Linked DNA regions of Mus musculus: all the other regions are linked to region 1. Evidence: chromatin contacts called from public promoter capture Hi-C data. All regions are on one chromosome and are shown on one strand. Each heading gives the region's core, a stretch centred on a gene start, on an enhancer-like site or on the middle of the called end of the contact. The rest is flanking DNA. Distances are from core to core; before and after follow the strand shown. Region 1 overlaps Ergic1 (endoplasmic reticulum-golgi intermediate compartment (ERGIC) 1). Region 2 overlaps Crebrf (CREB3 regulatory factor). Region 3 has its middle 30 kb from the start of Neurl1b.

Region 1 (3,999 bases), core at 620-3,119:
TTAGAGGCTAGCTGCCTAGATAATTCCCCACGGGGAGGAGGACACCCATCTCTAGGCCTAGCCTCAAAGGCTGCTCAACTGAGCAGTGTTGGATACGGGGGCTGGGCTATGTTGAACACTCGTGGATGGGGACCAGGGATGCTGGCCAATAGAGAGGAAGATACAGATAACAGAAGTCCTGCTGTTCTACTGCACAGGCATGGTGACTGCAATAACAACACAGTGTGTACTTCAAATTAGCAAGAAGAGATTTTAAATGTCTCTCAGACAGCAAAAATGTTTTGTTTAAGGTAATAGACATACTAACTAGATGAGCTGGTAATCTGACAGTTTATCAAAATATTACCTTGTGCCCCATTTTGCCAATTAAAAATGAAACAACATGAGATTGAAGAGATGGCTCAATGGTTAAGAGCACTTAGTGCTCTTTTAGGGACTCAAATTTAGGGAGAACCCAAATTAGGCAGCTCACAACGTCTGCAACCCCAGCTCTAGAACCAATGCCCTCTTCTGCCTCTACAAATGAGAACACACACACACACACACACACACACACACACACACACATACACACACACACACTTTAAAATGATAAACGTATGTATATAAAGAAAATATCTAATAAAAAAAGAAAAAATATTTTCCCACAAACAAACAAACAAAAGATAAACGTTCTCCTTTAAAAAGCTATAAAACAAATGATATAACCCAGATCAGTTAGGTCCCTTGGGTCCTACACACAGGGAGCCCTGGGAATGGCTCCTGTTGGGAAAGAACAGATCAGGCCCAACAAGTGAATTCTGTCTCGACGAGGCCCCATCCCATGTGATCTATTATTAGTGTATATTATATACTATATATGTGATATATAGTGCTTAATTACTGAGAACTGTGGCTCAGGAACAGTTTGTTACTTTGTGGGAACCACAGATATATACGTGGGGACATGAAAGCCACAGACACATTTTGCTCTTCAGGCTGCTGAATACTCGGCCCATTAAGCAAAAGGTGAGAGGGATGCCAATCAAGAAAGCCAAATAAACGCATCTGTGTCACCCTATCTGCTCCTGTGCAAAGTCCTCGTTCCTATTCTACACCCAGGAAACCAAGGTTCAGAGGAGGGGTGTTCTATCCCAAGAGTGCACAGCACAAAACAGCTGAGCTAGAACCTCACGCTCAAGTTTTCCAGGGCTACCCAGCTTCCTCTTCTTCTCCTCATTATGCAGGGTGAAGGATACTGCTCAGGGTACTGGTAGGTATTGGACAGTACCAGTGGGCAAAAGACAAACAGGCCATGGGCCTGTTTCTGCCCTCCTGATTTTCAGCACCTATGTCTACCACAGCCTTAATTCCAAAGGACTGCCAGTCTAGTAAGGAAATTGCTGTGTGATCAACTGAGCAGCAGCCAAGGGAGAGGGCTCCCCTTCCCAGGGAGACTCTTCCATGAGTGCTTACCTTTCCCACCTGGTAAACCTAGACATCTGCGCACTGCTTGGGGATTATGGGATGAGGTCATTCTTGGCAATCCCGGGAGATGACCTCAGCAGTGAGGCAAATCCCAGGTGTGGCTCAGGTGAGCTCACCGCCCCTGGGGAGGCTTCTCCCAGGCATGGCTCCCTGTCTCCTAGCCAGAAGAACCGGAGTGGTCAGCTGCCAGGGCTGAAGGGCCACACAGCACGAAGAGGCTGAGGTGCCCGAGGGGAGGATAAATGCATGGCCTGTGGCAACCTGGGCCAGTGGTTATGTAAGGGCAGAACTGGCTGTTCCCCTGCCTGTAAGATGTATATGGTTCAGTTGTCTGCACCGCCTACAGATGAGGTCAGCACGGCTGCCTTCTGTGTCCAAGGGAAATGTTCCAGGCCAGCTAGTTTCCTGCCACCCCAGGTGCAGCCTCAGCCGTCCGTGCAGGGCTGCCAAGGCTGACCGGGTCCACTGGCTGGGGCTGAGCCGATTTTAAAAGGCTGACAGTCTGCCAACATTCAGCTCGCTTTGAAGAAAAGGAACATTTTTGTGGGTATACTACAGCTTAGGGACTCTTACTGGCCTGACACCCCATAGCCAGCTCAGGATACGGTAAGAAGGCGTGTGGGCCTTTTGCCACTTAGAAGATGAGGTACCTGGGACAGGTGCTTCACCTCTGAGCCCCAGCTTCCTCATCAGGGTAAATGGAGAAGTCCTGGGTGGAGTTTATAAGAAGCAAATTAACCCAGGACAATAGAAGTCTAAAGAATGGCAGGAGGAGGAGCTGCAAAAGAACCTTCTAGAAAGCAGAAGTCATGGCTCGTGCATCCTGGCTCAGCTGAGATGATACTGTGAAGGGGAGACTCACTGATCACTGAGTTCTGGGCTTGTGCACCTGCTGTAAGTCATACACACCTCACCGAGGGAACCAGTGAAGGAACAGTAGGGAAAAAGGAGACGAGCAAGAATTAACACCTCTCGGGGCTACTGAAAGGCCAAAGCAGCAGGCCAGGCTGTGTGTGCATGTGTACACGCATGTGTGTGCGTGGCATGTGTATGTGTACGTGGTGTGTGTGTGTATGGTATATGTGGTGTTTGTATGTATGTGTGTGTGGTGTGAGGGCATGTGTGTGTGTGTGTGTGTGTGTGTGTGTGTGTGTGTGTGTGTGTGGTGTAAGCACGTGTCTCTTTTTCTCTCCAGGGCTGACCACAGGCTCTGCTTGGCAGAGAGAACACAATGCTAAGGGGAGCCCAAGATGCCAAGGTTTGCAGCGCCTCCTGGCTGCAGCGCCTCCTGGTAGACTGAGCTTGGACAATGGGTTTTGTTCTCAATGGCCTCGGTTTCCCCAGAAATAAAAAGGGGCTCTCTCCCAGAACAGTTGATATGCCACTGCTATAGAGTTTCTACCCTTGGGTTCAACCAGCTGAAGCTCAAAAAACAAAACAAAACCAACAAAACCCCTCAGAAGCAGACACTGAGTCTGTACTGGGCATACACAGACTTCTTTCCTTGCTCCTTACACAATATGGTGCCATAACTATGCACACGGTACGTACACAGGGTAGCATAAGTTATCTGGGGGATCTGAAACAGGTAAAGGAGGTGCGCTGGTGGCATGAGAATGTCATGCTCTCTATGTCCCAGCAACCCCCAATGACTCTGTATACATCAAGAATGAGGCTGCTGAGGTGGCCAATGAGAACCAGAGTCTTGAGCACAGTCTCATTACAGGTTGAATGCTCAGCCTCTAGCCATGATCTTTATTATCAACACCAACATTTAATGAGATAAAATATTAGGGCCCCTAATCCATGGCAAACCAGTGTGAAGGTCAAGGGCATTATGCATGTAAGAGGCCTAGTGCAGCTCTGCCTGCACGTGTATTCTGCCCCACTAAAAGCTGGAAGATGCCGGGCTTTTGCATGTGGCAGCTCCTGTAACGTGGCCAAGCAGTGCTGGGCAGGATCACTGTGTCTTCAGCGAGCAGAACAAATAACTGGCTGAGATCACACAGCCTAGGAGAGTAAGAGGAGGATGCTACCTACCGGGCACTCGTGTTTTGCCTTTCCTACTGTGCTAACACTGTCTGGAGAGGACAGAGATCCCTGGAAAGCAGGGCATCCCCTAGGGAGACTTGTGATGCAAGTGTCACTGTCTTTTCTTATCATCTTCAGATGTACCACCCCAGGGCCTCAGGGCCTGTCTTAGTCAGGGTTTCTATTCCTGCACAAACATCATGACCAAGAAGCAAGATGTGGAGGAAAGGGTTTATTCAGCTTACACTTCCATGCTGCTGTTGATCACCATGGAAGTCAGGATTGGAACTCAAGCAGGTCAGGAAGCAGGAGCTGATGCAGAGGCCATGGAGGGATGTTCTTTAGTGGCTTGCTTCCCCTGGCTTGCTCAGCTTGCTTTCTTATAGAACCAAGACTACCAGCCCAGGGATGGCACCACCCACAAGGGGCCTTTCCCCCTTGATCATTAATTGAGAAAATGCCTTACAGTTGGATCTCATGGAGGCATTTCCTCAACTGAAG
Region 2 (3,856 bases), core at 522-3,021, 130 kb before region 1:
CACAGTAAACTAAGCAAAACATTACTGCTTACAGAGATTACACAACCCCAAACAGAAAGATGCAACCAAAAAAATCTTGTCTCCCTACCAGCACCCATAACCAGTGTTTTACACATCTTGTTCTACCCAGTCCAAAGCATAGGGACAGACTTCATTCCACTTTCTTAAGCAAGCCCCTTTCCCACCATATTTCAGTATGTTCCCTTAGCATCTACCTTTGCTAGTCTGCAGGTGGCAAGACTCGTTTATTCACTCAATGCTCATGGAACTCATTTGATGTTTCTAAGAATTGACTGCCTCAGCTGCACAGAATGACATGATGAGAGGAGCCTGGCACGAATAGCAAAACTGAGCTGGGTCAGCTCTTAGGATTCAGGGAGCCCAGCTTTGGGTCCACATTGCACTATTCTACCTAACTGGTTGAGTGGTCTAAAAGTCTTGCTCACTGTATGCCAAATTCATAGTCACAGCAATGTTTATTTCTTCATCCCACCCAAAACAGGTACTAGATTTACTTCTGTGTTCAATGCTCCCAAGGAGCATTTAGGAGCTGGCAGCTTTCTGACCCAATCTTTTCTACTAGCATGTCCTATAAATTTATTACCTTTCCGCTCCCAACTCACAGAGTGTGTCCAGCCACACACTGTTCAATATAAAGGCCATGGAACCAAGTAAAATGAAAACTGACATGCTTACTCACTGATCTAACATCCACAGCCACTCATTCTTCTCACAAAATTTGCCCAGAGGAACTCTTGTCTATAACAGAAGTCTAACCACCACCACTCAAAATGAATCTGTGGCCAAGTTAAGTTTTACAAAACCATGCTCCTCCATCCCTGGCTGGCCAAGCCACAGAGCACAGAAACATATTAACACACTCTGAAAGAGCCTGCTAGAGTGGTACACGCAGTTAATCCCAGTATTCAGGAGGCAAGAACAGGCAGATTTATTAGTTCAGGGCTAGCCTGGTCTACATAGTGAGTTCCAGGACCCAGGGCTACAGAGAGACCCTGTCTCAAAAAATAAAAATAAAAGCATGACTTTCAGAGGATCTGGGGAGGCTGCTTCATGGTGGAGTAGCTATGGCACACCACGTGGAAGGCTGAAGGCTCAATCCCCACCACTACAATGGGAGGGAAGAATGACTGAAAAATCCCAAGAGCAAATACATCTGTTCAACTCTAAATTCTGTTAAGGCAAGGATTCCATTAATTTACATATAATTAATACCTAATATATGCAATGCCTAACATAAAAGATACTAAAACATGTTTTGATAAATGATTTCTTGATTCTCTTCTTGACCCTGCTTCTCTTTTGTTGATATACTGCCATAATTATCTAACTCATTTCTTGTTGACATGATTAAATTAGGATAGGATAGGATATATAGTGTAGTTCACTATATATCCTGGCACTTGGGAAGTAGAGGTGAGAGGATCAGGAGTTCAAAGTCAACTGAAGGTATATATCAAATCTAGGCCAGCCTGAACTACAGTAGATCTCGTGCCTCAAAAAAACCAAACAATGACAACAAAAAGAAAGTAAGAATGCCATATTTACAAAACATCCAGCCACACAGCTATGGTCTGAACAGACTACAAGCAAAGTCAACTGTGAAAAACATTCATGAGAATTAAAAAATAACCTCTCATTTTTAAGGAAGTGAGTTCTTGTTCTTGAACCATGCAATCTAACAACCCGAACCAGTTGTAGCCAGTCTACAGAATAGGCTCTATTAGCACTCGGCAGTTGGTTCAGAAGAGAAACTGAAACTTGATTTTTGCACCTCTCCTGGAACTTTGCAAGATCATCAACTGCATAGCCATTTGCCAAGAAACAGAATTTCAGGAGCTGGTCATCACAAAAGGATCTTTGTAAACCACTCACTCAACCCCAGACTACTGCTCTGACAGGAGTATAACTAGCCTTATTTTATTGATTCAAAAAATGTCTTCCTATTTCTCAGCCACAATTTCCTTTTGCACCCCTCAAGTTGGTTTAAATCTTTCTTTCAAGAAAAGAAATAATTTGTATCCCCCCAAAAAATTTAAAGCCCAAATAAGTTCTACAAAATTGTGTTAATTTATGGTGCAAGTATGTCATTCACTAACATTTAGAATACTGCACAAGTAATCCTAACCCAAAGCTTCACTTCAAGTCAAGTGAAAGTGAATGAATTTAGATGGCATATTCATTCATTAAGACATTAAGCAGCATTATCACTTAGATCCAGGAAGAGCACCAGATTACACTAAATACCTTCTAATACATAAAGCCACTGCCTAGCTGCTCAAGGAGAAAACGCTATGGAAGAAAAGGAAAGAGGATATGGCTAGACAGACTTAAAAACGTGTAGTCGCTGTATAAATCAAAATTCTGAGAAGATGGAAATGGTGTCATGGAGACTGAGTTTTCTTGAATTCACCTATGTGATCTCAAAAAACTAAAAATGTAAATCAAATATGGTGGGCATCCCAGCATAATCTGTTAGAAGAATCTCTGGGTAATAAACTGGGAAAAGCTAGATGCCAGCTGTTTGAAGATGTGGATGGGAGCTACACATCCAGAGTCTAATAGTAAGGAAAACAGAAATGTATAAAGCAAAGGAGGACCTTTCTGATCTGCCCCTTACAATGGAAGTGGTGTCTAGACACAGTCTTCCATAAAGACCCTTATGGGGCAGGGCACACACCTGCTGATCCCTCAGATACTATGAATCCCAGAAAGGCCACAATCCAAGATAAGGAAGAATTTTTCCTGACCAGCAAGTTTGATCTTTGCTGGTAAGCAACTACAAGAGTGATGTGCTTTGTCTGACACAACGTTCAAAGGAGTCCAGCTTCACCTTTTGTTGAGACTTGTGGTGGTGCTAAAGGGAAGAGGAAGCCACACACTACTAAAAAGGATAAGTTGACTCTACTGAAATGAAAAGAAAAAAACCACACAAGACAAAAACAGTAACAACAAAAACTTGCCAACCCATACTCTTGTAAAACACAGGAAAAGCATTACTAGGCTGTGTGCTGAAATCTGGCAAGCAGACTAAAACTGACTAACAAAGTCTGCATCAGAACCATGAAGTATTCAACAACATGGCTAGAGACAGAGTTGGCAAAGAAACATAAAGATGTAAGTTCCAAGCAGCCTTGAACACTGGAAGAACTGTGACCTTAACTGTGAAGAACAACTTAAGAGTTTAACATGGGAACAAAACACCCATGGAAGGAGTTACAGAAACAAAGTTTGGAGCTGAGATGAAAGGATGGACCATGTAGAGACTGCCATATCCAGGGATCCACCCCATAATCAGCATCCAAACGCTGACACCATTGCATATACTAGCAAGATTTTATCGAAAGGACCCAGATGTAGCTGTCTCTTGTGAGACTATGCCGGGGCCTAGCAAACACAGAAGTGGATGCTCACAGTCAGCTAATGGATGGATCACAGGGCTCCCAATGGAGGAGCTAGAGAAAGTACCCAAGGAGCTAAAGGGATCTTCAACCCTATAGGTGGAACAACATTATGAACTAACCAGTACCCCTGAGCTCTTGACTCTAGCTGCATATGTATCAAAAGATGGCCTAGTCGGCCATCACTGGAAAGAGAGGACCATTGGACACGCAGACTTTGTGTGCCCCGGTACAGGGGAACGCCAGGGCCAAAGGGGGGGAGTGGGTGGGTAGGGGAGTGGGGGTGGGTGGGTAAGGGGGACTTTTGGTATAGCATTGGAAATGTAAATGAGCTAAATACCTAATAAAAAATGGGAAAAAAAAAAAAAAAAGAATCAAAAAAAAAAAAAAAAAAAAAAGAGTTTAACAGACATCTGGACAAGCAGGAAGGACCATTG
Region 3 (3,765 bases), core at 169-2,668, 240 kb after region 1:
AGGTGTGCCAGTGAAGGCCTTGGCCAGGGTGGAGCCCAGGGAGCAGGACTGTGCATGAGTGGGAGAGGTCAGAAGGTGCCCAGGCTGAGCACTGAATAGTCAGAGTGTTGCAAAGAGAGCAGGGTTTTGCACAGAAAACACCCCAATGTGTAAGAGTGGTCACCTCTGGCTGATGCAAGCTTTTAATGGTTTAAAAAATGTAATTAAAGACTCTTCCTCGCTCCCTCACTGTTATTTTTCATGCCCTACCCCAGGTGCATGTTGATCAACCCAAAAGCTAGGCTGGAATCCTACTCCTGGGCTCGGGTTCGGTTGCCTAACAAGATAAACACACACATACAGGCACACACACACACAGAGGCACACAGGCACACATACACACACACAGGCACACATGCACGCACACACATACACACACACACACACACATAGGCACATATACACACACACCAAGAATGAAGAGATCCAGCCTCTGAAAATCATGGTACCACAGGTAGATAATACAGTCAGTGAATCTTACTTGAATACCAAAAATGGCCCAAGCTTAAATTTGAGAAAGATCCAGGAGAGGGAGGAAGGGGAGGGAGGAGGGGCCATCTGTCAGGAGCTTGGGAGGAGAGACACCGCCAGACCCAGCCAGGGAGGGCTTGAGATAGCTGGCGGAATAAGGTTTAGAATAGAAAGTTCTATCTTGGGAGCAATCATCTGCCTAAGTTGGAAGCCATCTTTACCTTTGTCCGGTCTACCCATTGAGCATCCCAGCCAGCGTGGCTTGCTCACCACCACCCACTACTCAGCTCTGAAGCTGTTGCCAGGAAGGTAGACAGAGAATTAGCAGTCCTTGGAGCCAATCACTCCATCACACCAGAATCAACATGGCCTTAACACAGACTCAGCTTCCTGTCCTTGTGACCAAGCTACGCCCTGTCATTGGTAAGACCTTCAGGCTGCTTCTAGCACAATCAGCCTGGAACACAGGTCAGACCATGCAGCACCCTTTAAATGTCTTCACGGGCTCCTCAGCCCTGACACAGCATTGGGAGCCATTTCTATCCCACAACTTGTCAGGTCCTCCACAATGCCCCAGCACCTCAGGTCTGTTGATAGTGTGCCCACCTTCCCTACACTGCCAAGCAGCTCAGGCCTCTTGGTCAAGAGTGGAGGGGGATGGGCTGGAATGTCTCCAAGCTTCTTAGCTGAGGAGAACTCTCTCCAGCAGGGGAAGCAGCAAGTGTCTTCTGTCCCTCTGGTACCTTCTCACCCTTGAAGCGCCCTGGGACCCACAAATGAGTGTTGGATGTCTCCCCTCAGCCCTGGCAGAGCAATGTGGATTCGGAGTCTCCTTCTTGGCTACTTTGGCTTTCTCTGTTGTCCACGCCTCTTTCCTTTTCCTTCTCCAAGAACCATGAGATGCCGTGACAGAGCCCAGCCAGTGAGAGGAAGCCAGGCAGAGAGGCCCGTTTGTCCTGCTCAAGTTGAGTTTCCGTCAACAGCTTTTGTTTTTCCTGGTTAAGCGGTCATGTGGTGGAGCAAGGTTTTCAGGGCACCTTGGCTTGGTCAGGGCTTCCTCACTCCTAAGCTCATTGGAGATGTGTGAAGTGGATGGGAAGTGGGGAGCACGGTGGAAGGGAGAGGACTTCCTGGACTCAGGATTGCAGCCAGCAGATCCTCGCATGGCCAGCTGATGTCTCTCTATCTCCCCAGCCCCCGTCCACCACTCTGTACATTTCTCTGGTTCACTAGTGAATATCATTTCCCATCAGGGTCTCCAAATAGCCGCTTTTGTTACCAACCCTTCTAGATTCTCTAAGTCTTCATATCTAGTAAAAACGCCCAGCAAGTTCTTGAAAGCCAGAAGGTCAATTCCTTCATCCAAAGCAATCATTCTCAGCCTTCGTAACTGGTGGCCTTGTGTGGTGGTGACCGTCAACCATGAAATTATTTTCGTTGTTACTTCATAACTGTGTTATTAGACGCGTTCTCACGACCGGCCAGGAAGAACACCACAGACCAGAATCTTCTGCGGCAAAGCTTTATTTCTTACATCTTCAGGAGCAAGCGTGTAAGAAGCAAGAGAGCAAGAAGCAAGAGAGCAAGAAGCAAGAGAGAGAGAAAACGAAACCCCGTCCCTCTTAAGGAGAATTCTCCTTCGCCTCGGACGTGTCACTCCCTGATTGGCTGCAGCCCATCGGCCGAGTTGACGTCACGGGGAAGGCAGAGCACAAGTAGTCATAAAACACCCTTGGCACATGCGCAGATTATTTGTTTACCACTTAGAACACAGGATGTCAGCGCCATCTTGTAACGGCGAATGTGGGGGCGGCTCCCAACATAACTGCAATCTTGCTATTATCACAAATTCTAATGTAAATATCTATGTTTTCCTGTGGTCTTAGATGACCCCTGTGAAAAAGTTGCTCAATGCCCCCAACAGGCTGAGAACTGCTGGTCTAAGGTGTCCATGTAGGCTTTCTTATCTGATTCTCATAGAAACCTGCAAAGCAGGTTTTCTCATTATCTTTACTTAGGGAAAAAAAAAAACAGCCAAGGAAATACAATTCTTGGAGCCCTGGCTTGCAAGCAGGAAGGACATGGATCCAAGGCCTGCACCCTGGTATGCATTGCCTGGCTCGGCTCTGGATCAGATGCATCTTTCTAGCTCACTCAGCAATGAGAAGAAGGGAGAGCTGCATGTTACGTCCCATCAGCCTCCCACAGGGCACAGACTTTGCCCATGTAGAGCTTCTGCTCAGGCCTCCTATGCAGGAAGCGGCCATCAGGACGGCCAAGTGGTGAGGGATGAACTTTGTCGGTGGGCAGCCACGATGTCTGATCACAGCAGCCCAGCTGCCTATTAATCCTCAGGCCACAGTGAGTTGCCCGCCATCTTTCCAAGGTACCTTGGCCATGAAACCCACATCCCTGAAAGCATCTTTCAAGACTAGCAGGATGAACCACACATGGACCAGGGACTTCAACCCAGTTTCTTTGCCCTCGCTGGCTCCGTGAACAGTCTCTGCTATGCATAGTCACTACACCCTAGTTCCTGGAGGTCCTGTTAAAGAGCTTAGAGGGGCTCTGTGAGGAGACAGTCAGAGTCCCTCAAAGGCCCCGGTTCTTCTACACATCTGCTTCTGTGGAACTCACTGGTGCAAAATCTCCCTGAGAAGCCCTTTGCTTGGGCCTCCTCTCCGCCTTGGTCCAGCATGGAAATGCTATTGCTCCAGACTGTTTCCCTTTTCAGTGTGGTTTAAAATACAACCCCTGACCTTTGCACAGGTTCTCAGAAGAAAGTAAATATTGAAAACATGGGTAGGAGATTCCATTAAGTATTTTCACCTTGTTCTGTGACACTGGGGGTGGGGGTGTCAAGACTGCGGCTTAAGATATGTAAATGACTCAAAATTAGGCAGCAGCCCCTGGGCAAATGAGCTTCTTTGGTGGCAGGGAGGTGGCTTGGGCTTGCTCTGAGTGGAGTCTGGGCTTCTCTCAGCTGCCTGGCATCCGGTACATTCTTCCTTAACTTCTGGGCATGCTGTTGGACTTGGCTACCCTCTGTTTATTTATGAAGGGCATTCATTACTATAAAGGATAATTTTAGTATTATTGAAAATGTTCTGCTCTTTTCCCCTTTACCATTTATGTCAAGCGAAACCAAGGTCTGGTCAGCCCACCTCTCTTTCCCCTTGGTCAATAACGAGGGACCTGGCTCTGTCTCCCCATGCCCCTGGTCCCTCTCCCCCTCCACATACCTTCCTACTGGCT

The links. Capture Hi-C pulls out chosen DNA fragments and counts their contacts.
Region 2: a contact with region 1 is called in a promoter capture Hi-C map of adipose tissue. The contact joins two enhancer-like sites. A contact is called at or near these places in 3 of 39 promoter capture datasets (embryonic stem cells, pre-B cells and stem cell-derived epiblast-like cells) and 1 of 9 other capture datasets (adipose tissue).
Region 3: a contact with region 1 is called in a promoter capture Hi-C map of adipose tissue. The contact joins two enhancer-like sites. A contact is called at or near these places in 1 of 39 promoter capture datasets (embryonic stem cells), 1 of 115 datasets of contacts at active chromatin or transcription factors (pancreatic cancer cells) and 1 of 9 other capture datasets (adipose tissue).

What each region holds. Positions count from the first base shown.
Region 1 is chr17:26,619,196-26,623,194 of GRCm38.p6, reverse strand. The region is part of intron 3 of Ergic1 (endoplasmic reticulum-golgi intermediate compartment (ERGIC) 1); the gene reads right to left. Among named protein-coding and RNA genes, the nearest start is that of Gm41553, 21 kb to the left of the region's middle. Within about 2 kb of position 1,869, at least 132 of the 459 cell types and tissues checked have an H3K27ac peak or open chromatin away from gene starts, as enhancers often do. A contact at or near this core is called in adipose tissue, where this site is marked.
Region 2 is chr17:26,751,571-26,755,426 of GRCm38.p6, reverse strand. All of the region lies in intron 4 of Crebrf (CREB3 regulatory factor), which reads right to left. Among named protein-coding and RNA genes, the nearest start is that of Bnip1, 28 kb to the left of the region's middle. Within about 2 kb of position 1,771, at least 69 of the 459 cell types and tissues checked have an H3K27ac peak or open chromatin away from gene starts, as enhancers often do. A contact at or near this core is called in adipose tissue, where this site is marked.
Region 3 is chr17:26,383,129-26,386,893 of GRCm38.p6, reverse strand. No RefSeq gene overlaps it. Among named protein-coding and RNA genes, the nearest start is that of Neurl1b, 30 kb to the left of the region's middle. Within about 2 kb of position 1,418, at least 10 of the 459 cell types and tissues checked have an H3K27ac peak or open chromatin away from gene starts, as enhancers often do. A contact at or near this core is called in adipose tissue, where this site is marked.